Linked DNA regions of Drosophila melanogaster: region 2 is linked to region 1. A link is a contact called in public Hi-C data. All regions are on one chromosome and are shown on one strand. The core of a region is the stretch at or near the end of the contact, and the rest is flanking DNA. Distances in the headings are between cores, read along the strand shown.

The links. A called contact is a pair of places that touch in the nucleus more often than the background predicts.
Region 2: a contact with region 1 is called in a Hi-C map of the Kc167 cell line, with 1.7 times the contacts expected there. A contact is called at or near these places in 2 of 107 Hi-C or Micro-C datasets (the Kc167 cell line and embryo).

The regions. Positions count from the first base shown.
Region 1 is chr3L:18,965,868-18,972,609 of dm6, reverse strand. No RefSeq gene overlaps it. Among named protein-coding and RNA genes, the nearest start is that of lncRNA:CR45689, 10 kb to the left of the region's middle.
Region 2 is chr3L:21,165,142-21,171,030 of dm6, reverse strand. The region is part of intron 1 of Ac78C (Adenylyl cyclase 78C); the gene reads left to right. Among named protein-coding and RNA genes, the nearest start is that of Ac78C, 3.8 kb to the left of the region's middle.

The DNA.
Region 1 (6,742 bases), core at 2,585-5,084:
TTGGCCGGCGAAAACACGAATTCGTTTAAGGAAGCCGTTCCAGATCAAAGCCAAAACGAAATCTCTGGGGGCCAAGAAAAGTGTGTATAAGTGTTTACTCCTGACGCATCTGCTTAGCAGGCGACTGTGTAAGGAAACTGGATGGCTTTGCCATCCGAAACCGGATGGCTGTAGGGATTTGGATATGGATTTTTCGTTTCGATTTACCATCAATTTCCACGCGGTGTTCGGTTTAATTGATTCGCCCGCGGCGACTGCATAATTATGTGTGTTCCAAGAAGGAAAAAACGAAAGCACTCACTGGATGGATAGACAGACATGCACGACAGCGAGATGACAGCTCTCCTAATATGCAATGCACACGCGGCGTATGCGTGATTTGAATCTGCTCGAGAGCGTGACGCTGCCAGTCAATGTCCTTGCCAATGCTAGACATAATTTTAATACATGCTCACCAGGAACATAGAGCTAAGCAAGTCGAATTCAGTGTGGGCCTTAAAGCTCTTCAAGAGCTTGTGCTAAATGTGCCTACTATAAGTATGAGTAGATAACAAGTGGGTTATGCTCATTTTATATAAGAATTGAGGCATAGAAATGATTTATTTTCAAAAAGAATAATAATAAATTGAATTTTGCTTCGGTCTATCTACCTATATTATTTGCAATTTTCCATTTCCTGTGTTCTGCGTCTTAAAATAATTCAATTGCAGAGATCTTGTTTCTTTTCCACATTGTTGTTAGTATCTATTATAATGGGCAATCCACACAAACATGAATATTGCAAGGTTGTGAGAGCTTTAAGTGGAAGTTGCTGTCTTCGTGCTAGCCACTTGGGGCAAATCTTTTAAATTGAAATAACAATTGCAAGCAGCATGGGGCAGCCAGGATGCTTGGCAACTGCAACTTAAGTGCTGCAATTCTCCAGACGGCGCCTGAAAGCATGCAGAACAAAGTTGCGCAATCTGGAGAGCATCAGCAGGGGCAAATTTCGTTAATTTGTTTGAACTCATATTTAAAACTTGCTCTAACCTGCCGTTCGCCTCGTTCCCGGCTTAACTGACCCATCATCGTGCCGCATTCTCGGCGCATGTAACGCATGCAAATCCCATGGTCCCCAGCCCACGTGAGTGCGAGAGAGAAGGGCGCGTGGCGCCCAGTTGACAATGCCAGCCAATTGTGGGTGCACTGAGAGAAATACATTGGCAAAATGAAGAAACAAGGTAATATTATTGTAAAGATTTTTGAAATATTTATTATTTAATTAATTAACAACTTTAAACTTTGATGCTTGGATTTTCTAAACGTGCTCAGAATATAATGTTCAGACTTAAAAGGTGTCTTCAGCTGCATTGTATTCACTTCTTGCACATTTTCTTCGAGTTTATTGAGGTGGGCGAGGGCAGAGTTAGCTCCTCGCTCGTGCGAGCCACTGACCGCAGAGCAAATTGTGCAGCAGTTTATTCCATCAGAAATGCTCCCTCCGAGATGCAGCTCTTGTTGAACGGACGAGGCTGAACAGAGGATGCAGGATGCAGAATGGCGGACTCTGAATGCTGGCTAGTGGATGCGGGCTGTCCCGACTGTGGTTCCATTTGTAGGATGATGTGTTTGATTCCGCCACCGGTCCTCCGTATTCGCCATTCCAATTGCCTCGCATATGCACATATACATACGAGTATGGCAGACACCCCGCTTTCGGATGGGGCGGTGGTGCAGTTCAGTGGAGCTCAGCTCATTTCTGCAGCCATTGTGCATGACAAACAAATGGCATTGCAAACATTTTCCCATGTCGCCCAGCCAGCGGTTGTTCCACCACTAACTCCCTCTCATTTGCCCCTGCGTGTGTCGTCTTTGGCCCAGTTACATCCTGGTATTACTTACCATGGTAACAGATTAGATTTTGTGGTTAACAAAATGTTTAGCCACGAAGTCTTTCAAATGAAAATTCATTGTGATGCGCTCTTAAATAAGCTGGAATTGCAAAGGGCTTAAGGATGATGTATGTGCAGATGAGGGTCTCGATATGTGTGGACGATTGAAGAACTCTTGAATTTACTCTGGAAAAAGGTTTTAATTCCATGCCATCCAATGATTATTTTCAATGTGTGTTCACACAAGACTTTAAAATTGGTTGGGAATGTGCTAAAACTCAACTGTGACTCCTTGTCCTTGTAAGTGAACTATATTATATTTTTTTAAAGCCTATGTAAGTAATGAACCTTTAAAGATATTTGTTTTGTTGTCAGTATCCAACAAAGCTTTTAAAATAATAACACAATGCACGAATATCCGTCGGATTTATGAGAAAGTATCTTCATTGTTCCTCAAACTCTCACTTAAATTGTCGTTGAGACTTCGCTTTGTAACGGCCGAAGAAGTCCTTGGATGAAGCTCGCTCCCACTGTTTCACTCATTTCCTGTCCAGTTGAAGACTTTCCCCCTGATTTCTTGTGCTGCTGTGACGGTAAGCACTTCCACACACGCATACGTACGCACACGGATACATATATAATCCATTATAAAACTGTTTACATAAGGTTTCTTTAAATTGGTTTATTGTTGTGGCGTCGGTCTATCCCCCAGAAAAAAGGGAGCCGAAGGGGATGGCAGGACTACCAACTGCTAAGCCCTTTAAGCGGCAAACTACACGACCGCACAAGGACCCTGGGATACGTCCGATTCCAGGAGCACAGACCAAACTGTTGTCCACAGCATGTGTGGCCTCTAAGCGCCTGCCATTAATAATGCAATTGTCGGGATTGCTGATAAATTGCTGTGGTTTGACAATTTGCACAGCACAACCGAAAACGAAAAATGGCAGAAAAGAGTGTAAATAAACCAAGAAAAACCCTAGGCAATAACGAAATAAACATATAAATGCTTTGATAACGCCATTTGGATTGCGTAATAAAATCAAATTATAAAATTCCGTAATGCCAATACATTTTATTATTTGCCAAATAAATCGCGACTGCAATTTCGATAATTGGCGGTTCCGCGTGACGTATGCGCCAATGCTACGCAAACGTCAATTAAAATTGATCAGCGATATAGCTAAATTAATAGAAATGAATGTGAATGCATTATAAACACGAATGGAGGCGTGGCAAGGCCGTTCCCATCGCTTCCCGGCTGAACAATTAGCGAAAGTCAATGCGCCAAATTGAATATTCATAGTGGTGGAAATATTTGCATGCACAACGTTGCGTATAAGCAATAAAAATGTCACGCACAAGTTGAGTTATATTTCACCCATTCGTGCGACAGAGAGGGATGCACGGATTAAGAGACAGAGATAGGGAGTGGAAGAGTGAAAAACGTTAATTGAATTTTCCGTCGTTGGCTGATGATAATGATGAGCACGATGTTTCCCATCAACAAGCGGAATCAGAACAAATACCAATGATTAAGCAGAATTGTATGTGAAAGCACTTGGATGGCAGGAATTCAATTTCAGAAAGATTTGCTGACCATAGCACATATAAGTATAAATCTAAGCCTACCCCACTGGTTAAAGTAATTTTACAAAAACTATAGAAGTTAGTTTTGCTTATTATCCTGCTAATTATAATATTATTATATTTTAGCCATAATCCTTGCTATTCTTATCATTCCCCCAGCTACCCTGCAGCTGATTAGTACGAGTGGGCGCTCCCAGTCCAATCTTATTATGCTGCTCATTCCCCAAACCTCTCAGTTCCAATCAAGTTGCCGCCCAAAGCCAAAGACAAGCCCAAGGTAATGTCACTGATTACGATTACTGTGTCGGACTTATCGCGTTCGTAACGTTCCTGCTTCGTGTGAATTATGCGTCGCAGGGCGCCCAGAAGTATGCTAAGCATTTCAGAAATTGAAATTTATAAAACGGCTAGGAGCCGCCAGGGGGAGCCAGCCAAATGTCATGCTAAGCGCGATTTCCTCCAGTCAATGGCTTCAATTGGCTTTTACGAGACTGGAACAGGAATGCCCGTAAACTACTTGCGCGGAGAATGTATTCAGTGGAATGTTAGTAATCTCGGCTGTGTTTGCAGCATCATTTGCGAAATGTAATTGCCGCAATTACCGTAAATTTCTGTTCTGAATTGTTGTCGCATTAAAGTTAATTTCACTTGTCCCCAGCGTCGCCACTATTTCAGAATTAGAAGACGAGCAACTTTCGCTTTTTCGGTCGAATCAAAACACATTTGTCACCCCGCCAAACAACGACGGCCTGTTGCACATAGTTTCCAAGGAGCTTTCATTCTCTTAGGTCCTTCGGGACTCTCTTTGTTTTTCCCACTTAAGAGAGCCGTGTGTTTTGACCAGTTTTTGTTTTTGTCTGAATCCCGATTCCCACTTTGTCCATTATGCTAAGTGCGCCCGCTCACTTTGAAGCTGCCAATGCCTTTGCCGTGCCTTTGCTTTTTATGCTAAGCACCTGCACATTAGGCTGTTGATGGTTATTAGGCGAAAGTAGTTGGCCCCCACAACCTTGGCCAGGTGTTTTGGGCCCCGAGCTGGGAATAGGACCAACAAAGGAGGGGTGGCAAAAAGATTGCACTTTTTTCGCCGTAATGGAATTAGAACTAGGACTCTCGGATATAAGGCACCGGATGCAGGCTGTCTGCGATGCTAATTGGATCCGCTTGAATTGGATTAACGTGTCGGGCGGGTAGGTGGAGTAATCAAGTCGAATTCTAAGGCAACTCTTTGATAACAGGACCTAAACCCATACATATGTGTGCGAACGGAGGTTTGTGGGAAAATTAACCTGGTGAATGAATACCCGTTAGCTTTGTGAACTTTATCCACTTACTCGGCATATAAACTCTTGGGCAAGCCGCATCCTAACTCTTAAACTTCAATTATTTTCAAACTAAAATTTTCTAATTAAATTTACAGCATTTATGAATTCAATTATTTCCAGTGACAGTTTTTGGAAAGATGAAAAGACTGAAATGCGTAACATTAAATAAAATCTTTTCCAGAATCAAATACAGTGTGATTTTCTTTAAACTTAAATCGGCTTATCAAGCTAGCATTTTTAATTTTGTGTTGGTTGTGCACAAAATATTTGTCTTTCTCTTTCACAGATTCTTATCAATATCGAATAAATAGGCTTTTCTTCTTTCAGCATAACAAGCCGTGTGGTAAGCCCAAGGGAAAATTGGCCCACTGAAAGACAATTGTTATCAGTTGATGACTGGGAAAACCAGACAAGCCACAATTTGTTTTGCACTATTTGAGTTAAGCATCTCCCTTTCAAAGAACCAAACACAAAGTTGCGTCAGGTGTCTTTGTTCTGCGTAGCTACGTGTGAAATGAAAAGTTTACCAAAACCAAAATCACGAACGTAAATCAGTTAACTTGTAAACAACATACAGGGTAGCACTCACACACACACACACACCCTTGGGTCTTATCTCAGAAACTTTTGCACATGTCTCCTGTCACCTCATTTGCAAAATTGAAAGCCAAAACTTGGGCGAAAACTTGGCAAGGATGGCGAGAATGTAGGTCCTCGCTACATCTCCTGCTCGGCGAGGACCTAACATGTTGTCTTCCGTCTCCTATTTGATGTAAAATAAATTGACATTTAGTTGTCGATGTACCCGGAGCACTTTCCACCTCTTAAATCCAGATTTTGCCAGGGCAATTTCTGCCTGCAAGTGTCAAAACGTGTTAATAGATTCCCAACGTTGTCGGGCTTGTGGAAAAATGTAGTTGCATATTTAAATTCACATCGTAGCTCCTTGGGCTCACAATGGCAACTCACACCACCACCCAACCAGGACAACCCAACCACCTTGTGATGTTGACATATTTCGGGTTACCTTCGCAGCTGTTTCTTGATGTATCTTGCCACATGGACCTGGCCCCCGGTGGATTTGCTCCGGCTCAGCTTGATTTTCCCAGAACGCACTCCTTTCAGGACACTAACTGCTGCCGTTTCTCCTGATTGCATATCTGTGAAACAACATCGACAGCATACCTTGCTTTCATTTAGCAGAAAGCGCCTTGTGGGAAATGTTTGCTATCGTTAGAGACGCCTTTCAATATGCATTGCATTTGCATTTCTAATTTCTTTTCCAGCCAGGAGCATTGAGCTCCTAATCGAGCAGGAGTCGAGTTAGAAGTTGTGTGTGTAAGTATGTCCTTTGCTGACTCTAACCCTTGGGGCTGCGATTTTAGTAGGTCTGAAATTTCATTAGGTTCGTAGGAACTGAAGTTGGGTAAACATAAATTACAGAGTTTTGATGGCGTGATTACGGTAGGATGTTATTGGGGATTCATTAACCTAGCTAGGAATTTAGCTGTGGAATGCTCATAATAGTTTTTCATCAGTTCATTGACTTTAATATTCAGTTGCCATATTCAGTATATCCTACTTTTCCTTATTTTTTAAAACAATGATTTTTCATATATTTTCCAGCTTACTTCGCACTTTCCACGGAATGTTTTTCCCGACTTGTTCGAGTCGCCCCCAGCTGACATTCTGATCCCCTTTGCGCGAGGTGGCGAACGCAATATGAAAATCATTTGCCCTTCCTAACAAGTATGGCCAGCGAGAGAAAAACAAATACTTGCACTTGATTTTTATTCATGACTTAATTTAAATGGAAATTATTAGTGTCATTTGTAGCCAGCGAACCTCCGAAAAAGCGACAGTGAAATGAGAATTCTGAATATCTCATAAAATGGCATTTAGGCCAAGAGAGGAAATTGCCGGAGAAATGAACCATGGCAGCCATGTCGCATGTGA
Region 2 (5,889 bases), core at 2,356-4,855, 2.2 Mb before region 1:
ATTTAATTAAAATTTTAGTTCGTTCTAAAAATTTAGTCATAATATTTTATGAGTAACTTTTGGGAGTATTTTTCAATTTTCAACGCTCAAAATTTGCCCTTATCGCACATAATTATTAACTGAGTCATATAGTATTAAAAATAATAATTTTTTGTTCAAACGTTTCTACATTTGTAACTCATTTTAATTTGTTCAATAGGTCTGTAATATAACATAGGATTGAGTCCTTTCTTTCAGTGCACTGTTGTGGCTTGTTGTTGTGTGATATGCTGTAAGGATACGGATACGGATGCGACGGAAATGGATAACCATGTTGTTTGCAGTCGGCGGAAATCAATTCGCATTACTGCAGCCTCAGTGAGCTGCCCAAAAAACTTTGTGCGCAGCGGGCAAAACGCAAATAAATTGGTGGTTTTAAGGACCCACTCGAATCGGGGGATGATTAGACCCTTTGGCCACCTTAAGCCACATCGGGCCACCTATGGCCACCCTTTGCCACCACGCTGGTGTCTAGCCGCGTGGAGTGATTGACCCCGGGGTGACCCTAAAAATAGGAGTGGGCAGCATCCATTCCGACTATTTTTAATCGCCCGCTCGCTGACTGTCACTATCTTTAAGCTCTTAATTATTTTTGTTTTGTTTGGGGTCAGTGTTACGTGACACAAATTTTGTTTTCGGCACTAATAGTTGAATGACCAGTAGCGTAGTCTACTTCTCGGTCCACGAAAAAGGGCCACGCCCTCCCCTAATTGGTGGGTGTGTGTGTGTGAGCGACAGTATGTGCGCTTGTTTGTCATAATCAAATATCTTAACACGCAAGCTCAGACCCTTTCGCCTCTTTCGACCAGGCTTCTGCCCCTTTTCATCAGGACCCTAATGACATGGCCACTAATCGGGGCAAAAGTTGCCACTGCTGCAGTTCTTAATTAGCAATTTGACGCATTATGCCGCCGAGCTTGTTGGCATGTGCGGGCATTAAGTCCAAACCGTCTGCAGGATTAGGACCTGAGAGGTGAAATTAACTGGGCTCCCGGTTGATGAGAATGATGCATAATAAGCGGCTAGTTCCAAGTAGAAAAAACAGGTGGCTTAAAAAAGATACACCTGCCTGGAGGGCGAAAGGTCAGACAGAGGCTAATATGCAGCTTATCTAAGTACCAGTGTAAGCGGGGACTCTTTAGATAAGAGCTTAATAAAAACACAAGAGCTATATTAAATTTGATAAAAATAAAAAGACAATTTGGAACCAATCAAATAAGATTCTAATTGTATTTCGGTTCTGTAGGTAGTTAAGTCATGAGCTTACACATTGGATCCTTAAAATATAAAATATAATTACCATATTTTTTTTGCATGATGCTATTTGATTTTAAGAATATTTATTTATTTTGTAGGGAAGGTGCCAGCTTTCAGTTGCATTTTTTATAAAGTACACATCATTTAAATGATCATTATTTAATTTATTAATTTCTCATACCATTTCTCTGCGTATAGAGGCACGATCTTTGTCCTACACATTTACATAAACACCTAACTAGCATTCATTGAGCTACCAGCTAATGCAGTTGGCTTCATTGTCAATCCGCCAGTCCAATTGAAATACATCCATAATGAGGCATCTGCTAGACAGCCTTGACATTGAGATACAAGATACTTGATAGGCGATAGGCGATACAAGGTGCAATGAGAAAGTGACCAAAGCCATGGGTAGATACTCAAGCAAATACAAATACAGATACACAGGCCCACAAGCGAATTACAATCGTCCTGCGGTTATTTTTATTATTGAATCAATAAGGCGCATTGGGAAGGTCAAGTTCTGGTCCTTCTTTCTACTGAAGGTTTCCCTCGACGACCTGTTGAACGCTTGAGGGAAGGTCCGATCGAATGCCTTAAACATTGGACTGGAAAAACAGCACTTGGCAGCTTTTATGGCATCTCGACAAAGTATTTAATGAATTTATTTATGCTTCAGTCACACAATTTAATTCAATTCGCGCCGGGCCTCTACGAAGGCAATTCAATGGAAGAGGGCCTTGAAAATAACATTCATTCAACTTTCCGGCGATGGAGTGGCGATGGAAATTTAATATGCCCCACGACAAGTAAATAAAAGTAAAGTATCCGCCGGGGAGGAGCTTCATGGCGAATCCTTGTTGTACTTTACACCGCATCCTAGGCTAAAAAGTTCACCTCAGCAGAGGAGGAGGCCACGTGTCGCTAAGCAGCTCAAAGCGAGTTCAAAAAGATAACTTTCTGTAACTTTATGCCATATGAGAGATAAATGGCAGAATAATTGTCCCCTCAACCGCATTTAATTTAGTTTCATCTTGACTAGACTCTTTTCAAGTTTTTCGAAACAACGCAAAAGATGGGGATTTGGAACAGAAAGAGCTACTTGACACACCGCTCCTCAGACGACGGAACTCGGTTCACTGTTTTGTGCGTTGTCTTGCCAACGGAAACTTATGGCCCAGCAGTTTTGGCTGTGCTAATTGTCCTGGTTGCTGCCACTTTTTACTTGCCTCTTGGCAGCGGCACAGATATTATAGCCCGGATTTGGCCAGGCTCAAAACTTGTGGCTGCATCGGGCACAAAGCCAACAATTGCTTTTAATCCCGGCTGGAGGATGCTGCCAAAGTGAAAAGTATACACCAATTTGGTAGGGTAACCGGTCAAAATGTTGACTTTAGTTCCGATACAGGCAAAGAAACTGGGGCCAAACTTGTATGTGTAATCATTACTCTACCATATATGAGTCAAAACTGAAAAACAGCGTATGATATTACAGTTTTTATATTACCTTATTTTAAGATCACTTTAAATTGCCACAATAGAGCATTTGGAATTCCTCTTAGGACGATTCCATCTACGATTGTACCACCGTGTTCGTAGTTCCCTTTTGTTTATGTCTGTCAAATTGCTGCCAAGGCTGTGGTGCAATCGAAAACGAGGAGGAGGGAAGCCAAAGCAAAACACCCGGAAAGATTGCAACAACCGAGGGAAAACTTTCTCACAACAATTTGGCTGGCGGTTTTGGCAGACGCAATTTTTCTTGCCCCTGCCCAAAATGTGAGCGTTTAGTCGTTGGACAAATAAATCAGAAAAAAGTCTGCCCCAGAAGTCACTTAAGCTGCCTGGGAATAGATAAAATTCCAAAAACCCATGAACACAACATAAACAAATTGTAAAAATGAATGTATAGATTTTAGGAAATATTTGCTGGCTAGTCCATCACACGAGGTGTCAGAAATATTGATTTCAAAACAAATAATTTGCTAAACCAAGTTGATACCAAGATTTAGTGGCTTTAAATTGCATGCCCCGCTGGCTAATGCGAATTGTGGATATGGACTTGGCCTGATCTGGCGGATTTCAATGGCTTTGGCTGCCTTATAAGGCACCGAACACAAAATCCATTTAAGCGGAGTGTCATAATATAAAACCTCGGAATGACTCACTACTGCTCGCCAGCCAAGCAGAAAACTACAAAAAAAGTGATAAAATGAAATTCTCGCTGGCGAATTTTTCAAAGTACAACGATGCAGATACTCGTACTGATACATAATTAAACGCATACATTTTTAGTTGGTTGACTTTGCTTTCTTCTCGGATTTGTTTACCCCCTGTATCCCACTCTTTTTCAGTATAAATGGGCAACAACAAGAGCGAAATCTATTCATATGTGAAACATTAAAATGTACAATTTCCAAACACAGTAAACGAGTACAGACGTTGAGAAAAAGAAAAAAATCTGCAGTAAATCGTTCGGGGGCGTTTGCCAAGAATATCTTGTTGTCTATTTACTTGTGAAGCTGATAAAAATTCACTTTATTCACTTTGCTATTTATTTGCTTTGGCACAAAGTGGCGACATCGCAGTCTGCAATCGGGTTAAAGGGGGGTTAAAAAAGTGTGCTAAAAAAGGGGGGCTAGTTTGCTGAAGTGGCAAACAATAAAACGCAAACTAGCAGACAAATACGGAGCCCTAACTGCACTTTCCAGGGCTCTGGGACATGTGTGGAAAATCAGGGGAAATTATGCGGAGGGCTCCCTGTCAAAGTGTACTATTGTAATCTACATAGTTGCAGGATTCAAATGCAACACTCAGAGAGTTGAACTGGTGTTATAAATATGCTTGGAAACAAATAAATTCCAATTAAATATTTATATTTATTTAATTTATTTTACAACAATCATATTTTTTATGATTTTATTATTAATGTACCTTGCCCAAATTCATTATAATTATGCAAAAACACCCTTTGGAGAAACTTTTTTTCCGCTCAAAAAAAAAAAACCTAAAACCCTAACATAAGCTTAAGCCATTTCCTGGAAACAACTTTGTATACAACATGCTTTTGAACATGCCCTATGTTTTCCCTTACTTTCTGTCAGTTCAAATGTTTTAGAAGTTTGGTAACTTCGCTGTCCAACCTTGTTGCAATCCAAGTTCCTGGAGTCCTCCAACAAGTTATGGTTGCCATTCGATAATGGTTTACCCCCCTCGTAACAATTGTTTAAACTCATCACACGCATTCTCGAGTTTCTCGGTAAACAGTGTACGGACTAGAAGCAAAAATAGTTGTCGTTTATCGCATTTGAAAGATCTTCCCTTTTGCCACTTGTTTGCTCACTTGGCCGATAAATGTTTTTGCTGCGGCTATGATAAAACACGCCCCGAATGAGTCGGACCTATAAATGTGGGCCGAAAAATGGGGAAACGGCTGCCAAGGCAAACAGCCGTAAAGTCATAATAATTGAATAATTAAAAACACACAATGAGTTAATTTTTTGATTAAATCTCGCGCTACCGAGAGAGCGAAATTAATGGGAAGATAATAATTTTCATAGCCGAAAGAAAAGTAAACACGAGCACACACATGCAAGTAGTTTGTCATTGTCCAAACAGAGCGAAAATGCGGAAAACAGGAGGTGAGGTGGGGAAGGTGCGAGAAAGTACGAAAACATAATTGAAACTCACAACGGTTTTCATTAATTTTCCAGCTGGGGAAGGGGCTTTCACGAGGAGGGGCCGTAATGGCAATGTAGACATTAAGGCTAAACACAAACCATTTAATTCCCTGTTTTTTAATCACAATTTAAGACACGCTTCAACGTCACTCAAAGTCAGCTGCTGATGGTCCAGAGGATAACCCACTCTCTGCCAATGTGCCATCGTTTGTTCTCTGCTTAATTTATGCTACAATTTTCCCAGTTTGTCGTTGGCCCATTCTCTGCGCCTCGCATTTGCTTTTAGCCCGGCCAAAACGGAGAGCATATTTTATTTTCAAATATTTCACATTGCACAGCGGCATTTTCGAAACACAAAGGGGTTATCAGTTTATATGTGTGTTTCATGATGGAAAGGGGGATCCTACACAGAGAGGGATTATGATTCAGTTAATAAAAAATATAGAAATTATCTTGTGAATAGGTATACCCAAAAATATAAAAAAAAACTATTTTCAAAATATTTAAATCAACGTATTCTTATTTCTTCATCGTTGCACAGAGTTTTAAAATGCATTTGATAGAAATATTTTAATATTTATGCCATTACTAGTATACCTAATAAATTTTCCATGCCGGAAAAATATTTAAAAACCCATGTAGATTTCAGTTGTTTTCTGGTGCACGAACAGGAGACAAAGTGAGCTGGCCGGCTTAGTGCAACTCGTTTGATGTGGCCTGTGGGTATATGTTTCCTGTTTCGTTTTTACGGCTTTGTTGTGGAATTAAACTTTAATATTACCCACCCCAGCAGGTGTTACTCCTTTTGAACCGGTGTCTCGTAAAAAGAGTGGCTTTTCTTTTTTGTGTAAACAGTTTGGCCGGGTACGAATTTTATTTCCGCCATGTCTATTGTGTCGTTCGGCATTCGAGTTAC